2 separate regions of the Oryctolagus cuniculus genome follow, and region 1 is linked to region 2. The links are chromatin contacts, called in public Micro-C maps. All regions are on one chromosome and are shown on one strand. The core of a region is the stretch at or near the end of the contact, and the rest is flanking DNA. Distances in the headings are between cores, read along the strand shown. Region 1 overlaps LOC108178929 (a long non-coding RNA gene). Region 2 holds the start of ENC1 (ectodermal-neural cortex 1).

Region 1 (2,700 bases), core at 116-2,615, 440 kb before region 2:
ACAATCCTCATGTGGGGTGCCATGTTCTTCACACCAAATTTCCATGCAACAGACAGCAAACTCCCATCACAAAAACAGCTATATAGATTATTCAAAGTTCTCATTTCTACTAATGCTACTTTCTATAATGCAACTAATTGAGTATTGATTGAGTATTGACTATACTATAACAACTCAGTTAACTGGCTTGCCTGGAAAATGGAGTGTTTGGTTAAGTGTATTTCCTGTTACTAAATAATTTAGTAGATGAGAACCTGCCTCTGAGATTATCCTTTATGCATGTGTAGATATGTTGATTGACTTGCATCAATAAAGACATAGCAATACAAAAGATGCAGTCATGGGCTGTGACACAAGCTGGGGTTTCCATGAAGGCTGTTCATCTTATCAGCTCTGTGATCTTGGGAAAATTCTTCAACTCCTGAATGTTAGTTCCGTCACTCATAGATTGGGGATAATAAATCTCTTTTCCTAGGATGACTGTGAAGATTTTATTACATCATGGATGAAGAATGCTTGGCATGCATCCCAATGTAAAGTTCACACTCCAACAAGTGGCACCTATTGTTGCTACTCCTGTTATCATTAAACTGACACTGTCTAAGGCCAGGGAGGCTCTTACAGCATGAGAGATCCAGGCAGGCTCAGAGCAACCCACCCCCAATGTCATTTGGAAGAGGTGAGGCTGGAAAAGCAAGGCAGTGATTGGCCTATGGATCTGCACAAGATTGTAAAAACCACCACATCCTGGGCACCCCTGCTGGTAGCTAAGCTTCCACTGCTTGGCTCAGCTTCCTATAACCCTATGGTTCCCTGAAGACAGAGAAGAGAATTCCTTGTCTCTATCAGATGCAAATCCCCAAGAGTTTCAATTGAAGAGCCATTTTTTTTTGTTTTTTGTTTTTTTGTGGCCTGGCTGCCATAACCCAGCAGCTGGAGCCAAGACTGTGCTTCTGTGTCATTGCAGTCCACTAGGCAGAATCATCCATGGAGTCTGCTAAGAGATTTGGAATGCTGTCACTTGGGGAATTCCAGCTGAAGAACTCTGGTGGGGCAGGAAGCAATTCCAGACAGCCATTGATTCTTTAGAAAAGCCACGCCCTCTTTGGCCTCCCTGTCTACCCTTCAGAGCCCTGCTCTGGTTTCCCACACACACAGTGTGTTCCTCTGGGCACTGGTTTCCCAGGAGGCTGGGAAAAAGAGAGATAGGCCTTCCAAGGTTACCAAACTTATCTCTTTTCCTCTGCTACACAAACAGCTTGTGTGAAGGCCACCCAGATTTCTGCAATTAAAGAGGAGCTTGCAGGGAAGGATATGGCCAAGGTTGTTTCATATTCAGCCAAGTTGAGGTTCAAATTGCCTCTGTGGGAGAACTCCCCGGCCATTGCTAATGAAGCAGGCTGAAGGTCCATGCAGGGACTAGCAGCTAGAGTACCAAGGCACTTTTCTTGCTTTGGGCAATGTTTTCAGCTCTGCCAGGGTCTGCTCATGAACCACAAGTTCAAAGTGATTTCAGATTAACAACAGTGATTCAAACAAGGACAATCTAATAAAATCTGGTGACCTACAGCAGTGGTTCTCAGGGTGAGCCCTGGACCAGCAACAATTCTTACCTGGGAAATGGTTAGAAATGCAAATTCTCAGGACCTGCCCCATTCCCATCCACTGACACAGAAATTCTTTGGCAGGTTGGGTTCAGTAAGTGTTGCATAAGCCCTCCAGGTGATTTGTGATGCATATTAATGTTTGAGAACCACTGACTTATAACCCTAGTGGTAAGAATTAAGAAAATCATTCCAGAAGTCTTAAAAAAAAAAAGTCTCACTAAACAGGTAAACTTGTCCCTGTCCTCCTCCACCCTCCCCGCCGCTGAGTGATCTAAGGACAGGCATGTGGAGGTAGGCAGTGGGTCAGACAGAAAAAACACACAGAAGGGACACACCTGGCACTCAGCACCTTCATTTCATGTGCTCATTCACAAATGAAGTACTTTGGTGCCTTAGAGAGGTTTTAGTTTGTCCTCCAGAAATAGTCGTCATTGTGTACAGGATCCTTAACCTGGTGAGGTGAGGACATGACCTGGCACAGGCAAGGAAACAAAAAGGAAAACAGTAACACTAGTGGTTGTGAGGGTTGGAACCAGACCTCAGCAAACAGTCATGGGGTTACAGCTCAGAAACAGAAAAGAGGATAGACAGAGAAGGGAAAAGAAGCAGGAAAAGAGAAAACAGAGGAGCCACCGTTGGAGTTCTAGGAGTTAAAGGACAAACGTGTGAGGCTGACACAAAACACACTTAACACTGGAGTTAGAGGAAAGGTTTATTGTCAGGTGGGGGAAGCCCGACAGAGTTGGGGGAGGGGGAGAGGGGGAGAGTGTAAGAGAGGGGAGCAGAGTTTAAGAGAGAGCGATCAAGAGAGAGAGGCACGTGATCAGGAACAAGTCCTCTTATACCTTTGCCGGGGGCAGGCAGGGAAGTAGGAACAACAAATCCCATTAGGGTGGGGGTGGAGCTGACACCTGTGGCTGGGCCATCTGGTCACCTGGCTTCCAGCAATGGCAGCGGGGGCCAGAACCCAAGATGGTGTTTGGGGCATAGATGGCACCACAAATAAGACTGTGCCATTTTATTTTATTTTTTTTCCTTGACAGGCAGAGTTAGACAGTGAGAGAGAGAGAGAAACAGAGAGAGACAGAGAGAA
Region 2 (2,700 bases), core at 83-2,582:
GGGGAAATGACTTGCTTTCTGGTTTAGAATTATGCAAACATGAACATATCAGGAGACAGGACTGAAGCCACTAAATACACCTTCATCAAAAAAGGAATCATCCTTGCAGCATTTTTTAAAGCCCCCAGAGACATATTTGCATACCAAGTGAGTGGCGACGACACGCACACATATACTTAACCTGCGTCTACAAAGGCAGAAAAGGGCTGCTATTACTGTGAACATCAAAAGGGCTTCTAGTTACAGTACGCTCGGTTCACGCAGTGCTTATGCAGGCTCCCTGTCTCCCACACGCCAGCAGGCTCTCCAGATTTTCAACCTGATCTCGACCCAATCAAAGGAGAAAGCGGGCAGATTTTTCTCGGACTTCTGCGTCATTGCTAACAATGGGTCAACATTATAAAAATCTTGTTCACACACACAGCTTTCGCCATATAATCCTCTGTAATAGTCGAAAGGCTACTTAACTCGCCGGCCAAGCCCGTGAGGGCAACGCCAAACTCCAAGCCTAACAAGTTCAATGTTTCATCTCTACCCCGCCCACCGATTCCTATCCTTTGAACCTGGTAAGGGAACACCAAAAGCCGACTGCTCGCACAGGAAAAACACTAGTTTTGCAGAAACCAGTTTTCATTCATTTCCTGCAGACATTTCTACCCCCCCCCCCACCGCGCCCGTGAACGCGCTCGCACTAGGGGTGTCTGGTTCCAGCTCTCCCCCGAGACCGGTAGGGCGCAACGTGGGCAAACCAGCCCTCGTGCTGAGCCCTGGAGGCCGCAGACAGCGAGACTGATCTTATCCCTGGCTAGGCTCCGCGATTCCCCCCGCGGCTCGCCGGAGTTTCACGCCGCGGAGAGGAAGCCGGCCGGCCCCTCCGGCGATGCCCTGCTCCGGCTTGCTGTGGTAGAGGCAGCGGCGGGCATCGGGAACAGCTCCCCCAGCCCACGCCGGGAGCCCAGAGGCCCGGCGCGTCCTCACCCCTCGCGAACACACCCCCCGCAGGCCGGGCGGCACCCGCAACAGGTCCCAGGCAGTGGAGGAAACTTACAGCGCTGGCGACTGCCTGGAGCACGACCGGCTGAGTGCTAGCCTCGGTCACGGGCGGGGAGCCGACGAAGCGGGCGTCTCAGTCCCGGGAAGCGGCGGTGGCGACTACCCGGGAGAAGCGATCGCGCATGGGGCGCCCGCCGGGGAGAGAACCGCGCCGGAGGCCGGCTACCGCTGGCGGCTCGCCTCGGCCTCACGGTCTCAGGCCGCGGACCCTGTGCCCAGGACCCGCGCGCAGCGTCTCCCGGAGCGAGTCTTGGGAGGGCAGAGCGAGCCTGCGGCTGCAGGCACCGCGGAAGGAGGCGGGCTGTGCACTGGGGGAGGGAGCCAGAAAGCGCCTTGCGCCGGGCGGCCGCCTGGCGTCTAGACCTGGTCTCCACAGCGCCACCACCGCGCCGCCGCCGCCGCCTCCCTCTCTCTCCCGGGCCGAGAGTCTGCGCCCGGCCACCGCGAGCCGGGCTATAAACGGCGCGGCGGGGAGGGGTGGAGAGAAGGAGGGGGGGGCGCGAGTGCCGAGACTGACATGGGGCTTGGGGGGGGGGGGAGGAAGCACATTAGCGCGGCGTACGGAGGAGGAGGGAGAAGGAGGAGGAGGCGGAGGAGGGAGGGAGGAAGGGGGGAGGAGACGAGGAGCAGGGGAAGAGTGTGTCGGGGGAGTTAACCGGGAGAGGAAGCCAGGGAGGGGGCTGCGGGCGGTGCAGGGAAACAAAGCGGACGCGCTCTCAGCCTTTGGCAGCTGCAGCTTTCGAGGGCCGCGAATAAAACAAGTTTCCGGGGTCGAAGTGTCTGTCTCTCAGGACCAGACTGCTGAATGGATCCCCTGGGAACTGAGCGACCCTCCGCAGGGGAGCGCGCCCCGGGCTGCCAGCGCCCACGAGATGCTCAGGACAGGCTGGCCGGGGCGAGTGGGTGTCCGCGGCACGCGCCCTGGGCGCGCACAACCAGCGCGCATGGGTAGGACAATCGGAGGGGGCACAATGACAAGGGAAGGCGCTGCAGTCTGCACACTCTGGGCACTATGCGAGTCTTGCAAGCTGGGACTAGGGGTTTCTCGCTGGCACGCGGCCAGACTCGAGCCCCGGGCGCTTTCCCGTTGTCTTCCTTCCTCACTCCGGACGGGTGCGGCGCTCGCAGCCGGACTCTGCTCCACGCCTGGCAGGAGCTGCAGCGGTCCGGGCTCTGTCCCGCGGGGGCGCGCACCACGTGCTAGGCAGCCAATCGCTGTGGCCGCTTGATTCAAAGCCAACTCAAAGGAGCTACCACGCCAGCTCCTCTCCGTAGCGTTAAAGCCTCCATTCCCTCTGTCCGACCAGGCCCCTTCTGTTTTTTTTTTTTTGTGGGCTGGTGGTGCTTGGATGGCGTTCAGTAGAGAAGTGGCTCGGGCACGCATTTAATGCCCCGCGTGCCAGGAGGGAAAGGCACGGCACAAAGTAGCTTCCTGCGGCGATGCCTTTTTATTGAATCCTGTTTTCTTTTTGCGTTAAGTGCTTGCCTTGCCACTGGGAATAAAGTATTGGAATAATAAGGTCTGGGACGACCTGCATAGATTCCTGGCCCAACCCATCCCCCTCCCGTTTCACAGGTGAGAAGACTGAGACCGAGGAAGGTGTGCCGCGCTTGGTCCCCACTCCAGGGTGAGCGCCGCACTGCCGC

What was found. A called contact is a pair of places that touch in the nucleus more often than the background predicts.
Region 1: a contact with region 2 is called in a Micro-C map of ear pinna, with 5 times the contacts expected there. The contact joins the enhancer-like site here to the promoter of ENC1 in region 2. A contact is called at or near these places in 4 of 6 Hi-C or Micro-C datasets (ear pinna, embryonic fibroblasts, skin fibroblasts and 1 more).

What each region holds. Positions count from the first base shown.
Region 1 is chr14:36,711,841-36,714,540 of mOryCun1.1, reverse strand. The region is part of intron 5 of LOC108178929 (a long non-coding RNA gene); the gene reads right to left. Among named protein-coding and RNA genes, the nearest start is that of ENC1, 440 kb to the right of the region's middle. Within about 2 kb of position 1,365, at least 1 of the 8 cell types and tissues checked has an H3K27ac peak or open chromatin away from gene starts, as enhancers often do. A contact at or near this core is called in ear pinna, where this site is marked.
Region 2 is chr14:36,276,072-36,278,771 of mOryCun1.1, reverse strand. ENC1 (ectodermal-neural cortex 1) reads right to left here and starts at 1,332. Exons shown (of 3, transcript XM_002721113.5): 1 at 1,049-1,332.